2 separate regions of the Mus musculus genome follow, and region 1 is linked to region 2. Evidence: chromatin contacts called from public Hi-C data. All regions are on one chromosome and are shown on one strand. The core of a region is the stretch at or near the end of the contact, and the rest is flanking DNA. Distances in the headings are between cores, read along the strand shown. Region 1 overlaps Gm36911 (a long non-coding RNA gene). Region 2 has its middle 21 kb from the start of Pck1.

The links. Hi-C and Micro-C count contacts between places; a contact is called where the count stands out from the background.
Region 1: a contact with region 2 is called in a Hi-C map of uterus, with 2.5 times the contacts expected there. The contact joins two enhancer-like sites. A contact is called at or near these places in 4 of 484 Hi-C or Micro-C datasets (embryonic stem cells and uterus) and 1 of 115 datasets of contacts at active chromatin or transcription factors (embryonic stem cells).

What each region holds. Positions count from the first base shown.
Region 1 is chr2:173,350,354-173,357,011 of GRCm38.p6, reverse strand. All of the region lies in intron 1 of Gm36911 (a long non-coding RNA gene), which reads right to left. Among named protein-coding and RNA genes, the nearest start is that of Gm36911, 6.9 kb to the right of the region's middle. Within about 2 kb of position 4,886, at least 115 of the 459 cell types and tissues checked have an H3K27ac peak or open chromatin away from gene starts, as enhancers often do. A contact at or near this core is called in uterus, where this site is marked.
Region 2 is chr2:173,171,250-173,177,482 of GRCm38.p6, reverse strand. No RefSeq gene overlaps it. Among named protein-coding and RNA genes, the nearest start is that of Pck1, 21 kb to the right of the region's middle. Within about 2 kb of position 3,557, at least 188 of the 459 cell types and tissues checked have an H3K27ac peak or open chromatin away from gene starts, as enhancers often do. A contact at or near this core is called in uterus, where this site is marked.

The DNA of each region.
Region 1 (6,658 bases), core at 3,637-6,136, 180 kb before region 2:
TGAGCCATTCTCCTCCCAGCCTCTATTGCCTTCATTCAAAAGACTCACAGCTCACTAAGCAGGCGTGTGCCAGGACCCTGAAGCACTTGGTCCAACCTCCAGCAGTTTAAGCTGCCACACCCACCTCACAAGGCCTGCGGGATAGGCTGAAGCATTCAGGTCCAGGCTTCTAGTGTCACAATACCCAAGTCCCTAAGACGTGAACTTGCTGGTTTGGAAACAATTTAATTATTCTGATAACTAGTTAAAACCTTTATTTAGATCACCTTTGAAACCCCGTCTGTGTATGCATCTTTGCATGCACATGAGTGCGGACTCGTGTATGACGAGGCCACAGACCGGCACTGGCAGCCTTCTCTGTCACTCTTGATCTTATATTTTTGAGAACAGAGTCTCTCACTGAGCGTGGAGTTCATCAATCAGCAAGACTGACTGACCATCGAACTCCAGATCTGTCTATCTGCCTTCCCGCCTTGGAATTACACTTCGCTGCACCCAGCTTGCTATGTAGGTATCGGAAATCCAAACTTACATACTCAGACTTGCACGCCAGAGACGTTTCCCAGCCCTTCAAATTAATTAACTGATTAATATTTTAAACTGTATTGACTTAGTGTGCTGCTGTGCATGCACAGAGATCGGACAACAGTTTGGGCAGAAGTGGACGGGGCTTGTTTCTTCCCTTCCCCATTTGAGTTCCAGGAACCAAACTCAGTCAAGTTTGGCAACCAGCTCTTTTATCTGATGAAGTCTTATTGGCCTGGACCGATGTTTTGTTTTTTTGTTGTTTTGTTTTTTTGTTTTGTTTTGTTTTTAAAGAAACTCATACTGAAGAGAACTCCGAGGTGCTTTAGAGGAAATGCTCAAGACATTGCATGACTGTGAGGAAAACTCCCTCCTTGTGGAACAGTCAGGGACTGAAGATTCACACAGGCTGGCCCGACACAGGGCTCACCCGGAGGATCCCTGCTGTCCTGGAGTGTCTCACTGAGCTGTGCTGTGGCCTGGCCACCAGCAGCGCCCTAGTGACTCCAGAGGGCAGCAGGAGTAACAGGCCTCTCTCTCCCCAGGTGACAGGCAAGAGTTACCTCAGAGAGGTGCTAGCCAGAGCCACCCTCCTGGCTCTGCAGGCATCGGCGGCCCTGTGGGGAGAGGAAGATGCACTGATTCACATGGTAGAGGAGAGGTAGGCCATCCTGGGTCATCAAGCCAGCGGCGCTTTACGCTCCTGCTCAGGCGCTGAAGCAACTGAAATCAGGCTGTCTGGCCTTTGTGTGTGTGTGTGTGTGTGTGTGTGTGTGTGTGTGTGTGATATAATCATTTGTTTTGAGCAGCCAACTCGTGGAAAACAATTCAAAACAAACACACCATAAAGCAACATGTGGATATAGGTTGGTAAAATTCGTGCACAGTTTTGAATGTTATTCTGGGTCATCTGGGTTCAGTGAAGAAATGTCTTTGTGAATCTTTGTTGTTGTTAACAACAACAACAACAACAACCAACAACTTTGTAGAAAAGCACTCCCATACCAGATTCTCTGTGTTCAGTAAACACAAGCAAATCCCATTGTTAGGGGCACACACACACACACACACACACACACATACACATACACACACACACACACACACATACACACACACACACACACACACCACATACACAAACACACACTGGGCATACATGATATACAGAAAGACAGCATGGAACAGACTAGACACATGCAACAGATAGACAACATAGAGGCCAGGAACCACAGTCTACAGACAGACAGAAGACACAGGAGAGAAGTGGAGACCTCGGATTTGTGCTCACTCTTGCTTTCACTATTTCACAAGCAGGTCTCCGACCTTGTTCCTTACTACAGCATCGCTATCGGTGCACAGCACCCTGGGGCCTTCACTTGCTGGTGGACCTGGGCAAGGGTTTGCCCAGTTCACTCTGCCTCAGTTCTCTTTCCCTTTAAGCGACTGACCCAGCTCTGCGGGGAGAAGACCTTTAAGAGGGAGATGTGACAGCCTGGTGCCTCCTTGGAGCCTGGGCTGTCCTCCATGAGCTCTTTCTCTCCTATCACGATGATATTTGAAGATGGTGGTGGTTTGGCTCTAAGGACAGTCCCTTACAGCACTGGGTTACCAGTGATGACTTTAAATCAAACAAGAACTCCATTTTGTTTCCTGCCTGAGACACTGTCTTCTCTACCTTCCTCAGAAGCCAAATAGCCAGTGTGTGTGTGTGTGTGTGTGTGTGTGTGTGTGTGTGTGTGTGTGTGTATGTGTGTGTGTGCATCCCAAAAGGACTTATATGCAGAGGCACTCCCTCTCATGACCCTCACGTGAGTTTACATACGCATACGCACAACACATTCTCAGAGGTAGGTGTGTCTCTGCCATGCAGAAACTCAGGCCAAACTTGAGTCTGGAATATCAGACTTAAGGAGCCTTTGCTGCAAGTATCTTTCTGGGACAAATGGCCTCTGGGGAGCCAGGAGGGACACAGTGATACCCATTCCTTTGACTAATAAGCTGTGAGCTTTTAGACCCCACTCTGATCTGCCAGGGGACAAAGGATCAGTGGGAAACTTTAGGGGCCCTTGCTCTCCATGGTGACCAGTGGCCTAAAATGGGGCTGTGCTGAACACCCTTCAGGATCTAAGATGGAACTGATCCAAGGCCCAGATGTCACTAGGATGCCAAGGCCCAGATTCACTACCTGCTTGTTCCAAAAGAGCTGGAGAGAGAGACACACAGAACCAGGTTTTGCTTGTTGCTAACGACAGAGTCGAAGGCCGAGAAGCCCGGAGAGTGAACGCACAGTGTAAGATGTCAGTGGAGATGGTGACTCAAACACATCCTCTGGCCACTGTCCTGGTCAGCTGAGTCCTCTCCGCATGAAGCCAGTGTGGCAGCTTTTCCATTAAAATCTCCATTTGCATGGTTTCATGGCTCGGTCATAAAGTGAGACTCTACAGATAAACAGGAGCCCTGTGGGAAGCTGGCTCTCAGCTTTCCATCCGTAATTGTTTTCTATGTGACTCACTGGCTTGCTCTGTGTTCTGACGGGTGCTGGGCAGTGCTACAGTCGGGGTATCACACAGACACTGGGGAGGGGTGGTCATAACCTTCCTTGCCCCTGACTGACTGATGTTGCCCTGCACTTTAGATCTCTTTGTATGGTGTTCTCAGTTCCCATGCCTCTGACCTCACACTTCACACTGCTGTCCACGATGTGCACAGTTGGGGCCAGTACCACAAGCCACAGGCTACGACCATGGACCATAAATGCCCTGAGACTCACTGGAAGGACAGCCAAGGTGGGTTCACCCAGTCCTCACGGGGTTCTCTTGTGGTCCAGAAATAATACCCTGACACTCTGTTATTTCACTACAGTGTTGAGCAAGACCCGTTGGAGACAATCCCAGGAGACTCCAGTGGGGACCGTGAGCCCACCCCAAAATTCCCCAACACCTCAGACTCTGATCTCCACTAGGTACACAGGCCATCTGCTCTCTAACCTCCTAGTGAGCAGGAAACGTGAAGCTTAGAGTAATGTCCCATTTATGCATCTGTGCACACTCTGACACAGGTACATGCCCACATGTGCACACACACACATAAAGATACAGACACACTTGCATGTGTGTATATATGTGTGTACACATATACAAAGATGCACAAACAAGCATACACACGGACACATTTATATGTGCACATACATGCTTACATGGGCACACACACAAATACACATGTGCACACATGTGCTTACTCCACAAATACACACCCAGGAACTGTTGGAAAACATGTTAACAAAAAAAATAAACAAACAAGTTGGGAAGTGGAGAGCAGCCTCTCCTTTGTGTGTTCTTAGAGTTTCTTTCATATCCCAAAGGGAGAATGGGGAAAGGACTCTCTACCCTGCACAGAACTGGTCACATCTTCAGAGCTAGATCTAGGGCTTCAAGGCAGCCTGGCAAGCTATGAGCAAAGCAAGACATTTGTGAACAATTCATGGCTGCAGGAAGGGCCCAGAGCCACGGGTTTCTGCTTTCTGCCAGGCCAAGGGCAAGCACACGCACTCAGAGACTCAAGGCAGGACAGACTCACATTCTGTTTGACCTTGGGGTCAGCAACTCTCTAAAGAAACAGATCACATAGATGCACTCACACAGACATCACACACACACACACACACACACACACACACACACACACACACACACACACACTACCCTCTGAGCAAGACGGAACCCTCTCCCCTGAAGGATGAAGGACGAGCCGAAGCCACGGGGACCCAGAGTCTGCACATTCTGCCCGCACTCCATTTCCTGGCAGTGTTCAATATGAACTTGGCAAAAAATCAGAAGGCAGGGGCTCAGGAATGAAGGGATGGAACGAATTACCCTGAAGATCAGACGCTCGGGCTCAAGCCCAGGTCCTCGCAGAGTCTTGCGTGAAATCTTACAAGCAACATAAACAGAGTCGGGGCCAACATCACCACCAGAAATATTCAATAATAAAAGCCAGCTGTGGCCCCAGCCCTTCCCAGGCAGAGCTTATGGTTCCTGCCACTGGGAACGCTGACAGAGGCAGAAACTGCCAAATGAGAGCCAGTTTCCTTTCCTCCCAAAGAGGGAAGTGTTTGTGAGCTGCAGTCTAAACATTCACTCAAAACTCCAACCGTCCATAAAAATAATTTAAGATGCAACTTCTCGGAACCTCAACTGATGAGATGGCCAGACCCTGGCTGATCCTGTTAGGGACAGGCGCTTTGACTCTGGATCTCTAGTTCTGAAAGGCGCTGGGTCCCTCTCTGTAACTTCATCCCAGGTTCTGGAATCCAGCATGCTGGGAGAGGGGGTGGAGTGCTGCATATGGTAAAAACCCACAAGGCTGGGCCAGATATGGAGACAGAGCCCTGCAGCTACAGCCCTGTCCGCTGACCATGGGATCCCAAAGGAGCTCTGGTGATAAAATCCAAGCTTGGCAGGAGGCACAGCAGGGTGGGGAGGACGCCAGAGGACTTGAGTTCTGTAAGGTTCTGTGCTCTCACTTGCCTCTCAGAGAACACAATGGTCACACCTACAGAGTTCAAGTCCAGGGCGTGGGCTGTGTGGGTGGAGGAAACAGACACAGGGTCAGCTCAGACAGGGTGTAAGTCAGCAAAGAAAGAGGAGGGAGGCCCCAGGTGGATGAGTGCCAAGTTCAGAAGATAGTTTGATTGGCATCTCTACCCAAAAGACCAAAACAGTAAAGTCAGGTCTGGGAGCTGGCTCAGTGGGCAAAGTTTTTGGCACACAAGGCTGAGGTCCTGAGTTCGGTGTATGTGCAACCCCAGTTCTGGGGTGGGAGGTCGGGCATCCCTGGGGCTCGCTGGCCAGCTGGCCTTAGCTAGGCAATGAGCTCTGGGTTCAGGGAGAAACGCTGTCTCATAAAAAAAGTGAGGAGTCACAGAAGACACCTAATGTTGACCTTTGGTGTCGACATACATGAATGCATATCACAGATACACACATACACACCACATCACACACACACACACTCCACATCACATCACATATACACACACATACCACATGACATATATACACACAGCACATCACATACACACACACACACACACACACACACAATCATATACACATACATACATACCCACACCACATCACATCACACACACACCATATCTCACACACATACACACACACACACACTACATCACATGCACACACATCATACACACACACATATATACCACATGACATACACACAAAACACATCACATACACATACACACACGTGCACCTGAATACACACATGCACACACACAAAATTAAACAAAATCCAATTTAAACACACACATACACAGCAGAAGAATCTTGAAGAATCATGAAAGAAGAAAGCCCACGGCATTGTTGACTTAGGAATTTCACAGAGGATGGAACATGGAAAGTGGATTGCTGAGGGATGTGTAGAAGCTTCCCTAGGACCAGTGAGCCACAGACACAGCATCTCAAAGACAAGGGAGAGAGCCCAGCCTGTTGTTGAAAGCTTGCAGTGCACGGATTGGACATCACCCCCTGCAGCTCTATCTGTCCCACCCAGCATGCACTGTTGTGGTTTCTGTAGCTTTGTCCCCTCTTTCCCTTCCCCTTCCCCTTCCCCTCCCCCTCCCCCTCCCCCTCCCCCTCCCCCTCCCCCTCCCCCTCCCCCTCCCCTTCCTCTTCTTCTTCCTCTTCCTTGGCATCAGCTCAGTGGCTGGCATATATGTGTCTTTCATATTGAAGCAGGCTTGGGATCAGCCAGACTCACTCTGGAGTCAGAGATCTAAGCACTTTCAGACCAAAGTGGTGACCTCTACACATGGGGAAGGCTACAGAGAAGGTGCGGGAATGGGGTGCAGGGGTTCTAGCCTCAGAACACACAGCAGCATTCTCCTGGCAGGCTTATGGTCCATCAGGGATGGAAGATTCCTTCTCCAATGGGGCCGGGAAGGAGATTTGGTAAGGCTCTCTAGAACACAGCATCAGGACAGTGCCCAGCTGCCTTCCTGCTTGACCACTGGCAACCATTTTCCTCCATGTCAGTGGGGTATGTGTGGCGAAGCAGTCTCACTTTAAGCTGAGAGCAACTGCACCATGTCAGGCTAGAAAAATACCAC
Region 2 (6,233 bases), core at 2,308-4,807:
TTAGGGGTTGACAGTTCTCCCTTCTCAGGGTCTGTAAGAGGCTTCAGTGGGCAAACTCAACATTTCTGTCGTGAACACGAGAGAGGATCCTGGGAAGTCTCAACAAAGACGGGGAGCTAAGAGGAAAGGGGAAGTGGTAGGCCTGCAGTTTCATGCTCCTCGGGGCACTGGGAACAAGACACAGGATGCAGCATGGTTAATTTGGAGGCAAAAGTTGCTTCAGCAGAACTGAGGGTCTGCCCGTGTCCTTGGCAGCTGTGAGGGGTCTGAGAAGCCACCTGTGTTTGCAAAGCAGCAGGAGCAGGCTCAGTGTCCCAGGACTAGGTGACAGGTCCTGTTTTGGCCACCAACCATTGAGGCTAAGAGCAACAATGGAGACAGAGTGTTTACAAGTGGGTGTGACAGCAGCGCTCACACCGGGAAAGGCATGGGTCTATACCAATGGTCCCTCTGCCTGGGGTATGATTCTAGCATCACATTATTCCCTAGGTCCAGGCTCTGCACCATGTCCCTTGATCAAGAGCACTCTCCTAGAGCCAGAACTGGCGGTGCCTACCTGTAATTCTAGCACTTTGAGTCGGACTAGGTGGCTTGTGCATCAGAGCCAGGGGCAGGTGCATAGAGAGCCAGCATGAGCTACTGAGTGAGACCCTGACTCTAAAAACAAAAAGAAAGACCTTCCTGAGCCTAAAGTGAGGTCATTTTTCCAACCCCACCCCCCACTCCCATCACACACACTTGTGCCCTGGCACTCACCCCTCCTTTCATCCCTCCCTTTCAGAACCTCCAGGTGTGATCCCCTGTTTTAACCCAGCTACAAATGTGCCTGGGCGACCACCCATCTCCAGCCGCCAAGAGCACTCACCTCTTGTAGGGTGGAGGCAATATGGACACTGAAATAGGGATGGATGGATAGATAAGTGGATGGGTGGGTGGGTGGATGCATGGATGGATGGATGGATGGATGGATGGATGGATGGATGGATGGATGAGTGAGTGAATAGATGGGCAGGTAGATGAATGTATGGGTGGGTGGATGGATGGATGGATGAATTAGTGGATGAATAGATTATTAATGGATGGGTAGACGATGGATGGATGATGGGTAGGTGGGTGGGTGGGTGGATGCATGGATACATAGAGACTGGTTGGATCCTATTATCCAGACAAAACACCCAAAGTTTCACCTCACTGGTTCTAATCTCCTTGATGATATGATCACAGCTACCTTTTCAGCCCCAGATGATTGGCACACACAGATCTTAGCTAAAACATCACACAAATGGCCTCCAGCTTCATTCCTCTCTGAAACCTTGTAAGCTGGGCTTCCCCTGTGTACAACACAGTCAGTACTCCTGTCTGCCGTGGCTCCACAGAAAGGGCCATTAAACTTCCTGCCCACAGAATCCCGTGGCTTTTCCACCCCTAAGTCTTCCATGTTCCTCCCCTCAAAAAATATATGTGGGGCTGGAGAGATGGTTAAGAGAGCTTGCCGCTCTTGCAGAAGAACTGGGTTCAGTTCTCAGCACCTCTGTGAAAGTTAACAGACATCTTTAACTCCAGTTCTAGAGGATATGGCGCCCTCTTCTGGCTGCCCCATGTACTGCACACACATGGTGCATAAACATACATGTAGGTAATGTGCCCCATGCACATACAAATAAACAAAGCTTCTTTAAAAATTCAGACTAATTACAGCAGTAGCCCCACTTCCTCAGTACCAACTTCTGTCCTGTCCCATTTCCGTTGGTGTGATAAAACGCTCTGACAAAAACCAACTTAGAGGGTAAAGAGCTTTACTTCAGTTTACAAATTCAGTTTGCAGTTCATCACTGTGGGGAAGTCAAGGCAGGAACTTAGAGCAGCTCAGCACACCACACCCATCATTAGGAGCAGGAGAAATGACTTTATGCTTCCTCTCTTGCTTGTTCTCTGCTAGATTTCTCCATTGTCACAAAGCTCAGGACACCAGCCTAGGGGATGGTGCCACCCACAGTGGGATGTGTTTTCCTGCATCAGTTAGCAATCAAGGCAATTCCCCTACATACATTCTCAACCTTATCTAGATAATCTTTTATGAAGACTTCCCAGGTTGTGCCAAGTTGATGGCTAAAACTAACCATCCTAAGTAGCTTAAACCAAATAATCTATTTCACCTCTGAATAATAAAATCCCAGAGGAAGGAAGCTCAGACTCTGCAAGACACCTAAAAATCACTAAAGACCAGATCCCCTCTCCCTTAAGCTCCTCTATACTTAATACAATATTTCTACTTCATAATCCAATGTTGCTGCTGGTGCTCCAGCCATCAAGTCCCCTTCCCAGGTGCCAGGAAAGAGAAGTAGATGTGGAAGAAATTTTTCTGGAAAATAACACACATGACTCCTCCACTTTTGCCTTGCTGGTCACCACTTGGGCACAAGTTCATGTGCTTAGAAGTTAAAGAGTAAGGATTCTACCCCCCCCCCCAAAAGATATGGGCCTGATACATAGTGTGGGCAGCTGGCATCTCTGCCTGCTGCTTGCTGACTGACCAGGACCAGTTTGGAAGTCTTTGGTTCATCAGTGCAGAGGCAGGGGCTGGGTAGGTTCTTCTTCAATAGACAAGAATGCAGTCTGGGTCAGGCCAAGCAAGGCCTGTGGAGAACTCAGAAGGGATGAAGGAACATGGATCATGAAGGTGACCAGCCCAGGCCAGGGGAAGGGGGCTCAGAGGAAGGGACACTTGAGAGGACAGGAGGAGAAGATCCTCCCAGGGACCAGGGAGGGGGAAGCTCACAGTCCCTAGCTCAGTAGGGTGCTCTGAGCCTCCAGGTTCCCACCTATGACCAAGGAGCATTGACTGCACTGTAAGATGTTCTGCAGGTTGCAGATCTAGCTCGCAGGTGGGGCCTCCATAAACAAAACATACAGCCCGGAGACTCTCCCCTCCTTCATACACCCCAACTGAGAGAGACTCCAACGGAGCCTAGGTCTGGGGGCATTTTGGGATTGTCACAGCTGCGGGGGGGAGGGGGAGGCGGCTGTGAATGCCTTATCTTAGAGAACAAACCACCACATCTAACAGAGCCAGAATCTCCAAAGCCTGCCCACACAGCTATGGGGGCGGCGTAGACTCTCCTCGCTCCTCCCACTGGGTCTCAGAACCATCTTTGTCTCCTCCCACTGTATCCTAGGACCCTTCCCTACCCTCCCACTGTATCTCAGGACCCTCCTGTCCCCTCCCAGGAACCTCCTCTCTCCTCCCACTGTATCTCAGGACCCTCCTGTCCCCTCCCAGGAACCTCCTCTCCCCTCCCACTATGCCCCAGGACCCTCCTTGCTCCCTCCCATTCTTTCTAAGAACCCTCCTCTTCCCTCCTACTGTGGCTCAGGAGCCTCCTTGTCCCCTCCTATGGTATCTTAAGACCCTCTTTGTCCCCTCCCACTGGGTGTCAGGACCCTGCTGGTCTCCTCAGAGACCCTGAGCCCATTCCTTGGCTTTGTCTCCGGAATCTAGCTATCTTCTCCTTCACAAACACCCACAGTGACTCAGGCTTTTTGTGAAGTTCGACAAACTAAACTTCTGTGTCCTTATTCAGTGCCAAGCACGTAGCGGCCATCCTCCCCCGAATCCATTACCAGTTAAAGCACAGCTATTATTTTTACAGCCGTGCTCAGAAATGGCTTGCAATCTCTAATTTGCTAAATTGATGTGTATATTGACTAAATAAATATTCGGCACGAAGCCCGCGTCCCCTCCACACTTATTAATCCTCGGGAAATGGAAACACAAGACACGAAATGAGCTTCTGCTCGGAGCTGCAGACAGGAATACATTATGTTGTTTTCCTGAGTGTTCAGGGACTCGCATCGCTGCAGCAGAGACCAGCCAATCAGCAAGCTCCAAGTTTTCCATGACGCACTTGTCTGCCCAGGACGTGCCCAGGTTGCTAAGGCTCTTCTGAAGTTTAGAACAAGAAACTTTTACCTCTTGAGGGGGGGGGGGTGAGGGGGAAACAGCTTTAGAGGGGGTGTTTAGGGGGTTTATGCCTTCAGTGTTTGCAAGAGAAATCAGAACGACTGTCAGGGCCCACAAGAGTCTCTGGCAACAGCCTCTACCCTTCCATGGAGATATTAGCTTCCTTGGCTTGGGGGAGAGAAGGCAGCCCCGTGGGGAAGGGGCCCTGACCTTGGTTGCTAAGCCCCTAGGTTGACAGCTGGTTGCCATGGTGATGCTCATTTGATTCTTTCCTCACTGGGGCAAGGCCCACTGTGAGCTACCACTCTAAGCTGGCTTGTGCCATGGTTTGCAAGGAGCCCAGCGTTGGGAAAGAAGCACTACAAACAGGGAAGTGAGTGGGCCCAGCACTTCCCTTTTGCTCAGCTGGAAGAATGCAGTTCCTCAGGTGTGAACATTGCATCTCACATCCCCTTGACCCAGAGCAGAAGCTTCCTCCCTGGGCAGACTCTGGGCCACTCCAAAGGGGGCATAGGTCCACAGTCTTCCTCTGAGACAGGCCTCTTCCCTGTCCCCAGCTGTGCCCTGGAGCAAGTGCCATACTTTGTTGAGTCTGTTTCTTGATGGCCATGCTTGAGAGTCATGAAGGGATTGCCATGGCAATGCTCCCAGCACCTGACCCATGTAGGTTGGCTGCCACCAAAGTCAAGGGGCAGACATCTGCATTCAGATGAAGTCCAGGCAATAGGAATAGCCAGTGCAAAGGCCCTGAGGACAGCAGCCTAAGATGACAACAGAGAGGCAGACAGTGCTGGTCACACAGTCCTTTGGCTGGTGGGAAGAGGGATTGCACCCCAATGTAGTGACAGGCACAGGAAGCTTGGAGAGGGTCTGTCTGAGTCTCAGCCTTCATAGTCTCAGGCCCCACTGCAGCCCTGTGGAGCTCATTCTGATCAGCTTGGGGGCTCAGGAGGCTGTATGAGTTCTGCAGAGTACGCAATTCTCCCTCAAGATACCATCTGACCACAAGCCATTAAAACAGCCAGCACCTGCAATTGGTGAAGACATGAACAGAGGCCCCTTGGCTCATAGAGATTTGGGTAGGAGCTAGGAGGGGCTTGGACTCTAGGCTGTACCCAGAAGTTCCTCATAACCCACCTCCCAGCATCTCATTTAGATTTATTGGCTCAAGAGAACATTCTAGAAAGACTAGCTCAGACTCCCATTAGCCTTTCCCTAAACAAGTCCAAAGAGACAGAGCCATGAGAAGGAGAAGTCAGTGTGGTCACATGGAGGGAGCTTGGCGGTTGCAGGGGTGGAGTGGCGGTTGGGGTGGAGGTGGAATTGAGTTTGCTCTGAGGTCCCAGCCCCACGTGCATCCACTGTCCAGAACATGAAAGCCCAACACTGCTTGGCTCGGAGATGTCGGTCACTCTCAGGGCATGGAATGTTCTAGGCCTGGATCTGAGAGGGGGCTGTTTTCTGTTGCCTACCCTCATCCCTCACCCTACAGAGTCCTTTGCAGTTGATATTTGTGTCTTACAGAGATGGATTGTACTGTCACAAGTGTGTGCCCAGGGGGATCTGCCTTGGTCTGGGGTCTGCAATTGGCTCTTCCTCTCTGCGGATTCCTGAGTTTCTAGGCAGAAACAGAAGTTCTGGGTGTCCAGAGTACCTCACTCTGGGGAGGGAGGGAGCCAAGGGCTTCTGAGGCCACCGCGCACCTTCCTGCAGTGATCCATCTTGCTTCGGCAGGGCTGGGGAATTGCTTGGAGGCGAAGCCGCATCTTGAATATTCATCTGATTTATGGTCGCTGCCGACAGTTTTATGAGTCCACCCACCGCTCCCTCCAGCCGGCCATCAATCTTCCCCTAGACGGGGCCTCTGCCAGCAGCTCATGAATTAAAGAGGCCCCTCCGGCCCTCAGCCCGCCGCCCTCCCCGCGGCGCGTCGTGCCGCCCTCCCGCCGCAGCCCTCAGCCCTCCGCCCTCCCCGCGGCGCGTCGTGTCGGGACCTGACCAGAAGTCACAACACTGTGGTGTCTTGCTGCAGTGGCGGCTCTGGCGACCTTGGATGACTCTCCCTGGTTGTTTGTTTCAAGTGAGAGCAAGTCACATGAGCCCTGAGGCCACCTTGCTCAAACTCTGAGACTCAGTTTCCCTATCTGACAAGGAGAGGGCATGCATAACCCAGTTCCCTCTGTTTATCTAGGTAGGGTCTAAGGCAGGGAGTGGGGCTGTGTGCCAGAATACAGGTTAGTGCAGTTAGCATTGCTGCCAACATGAGTGGAGG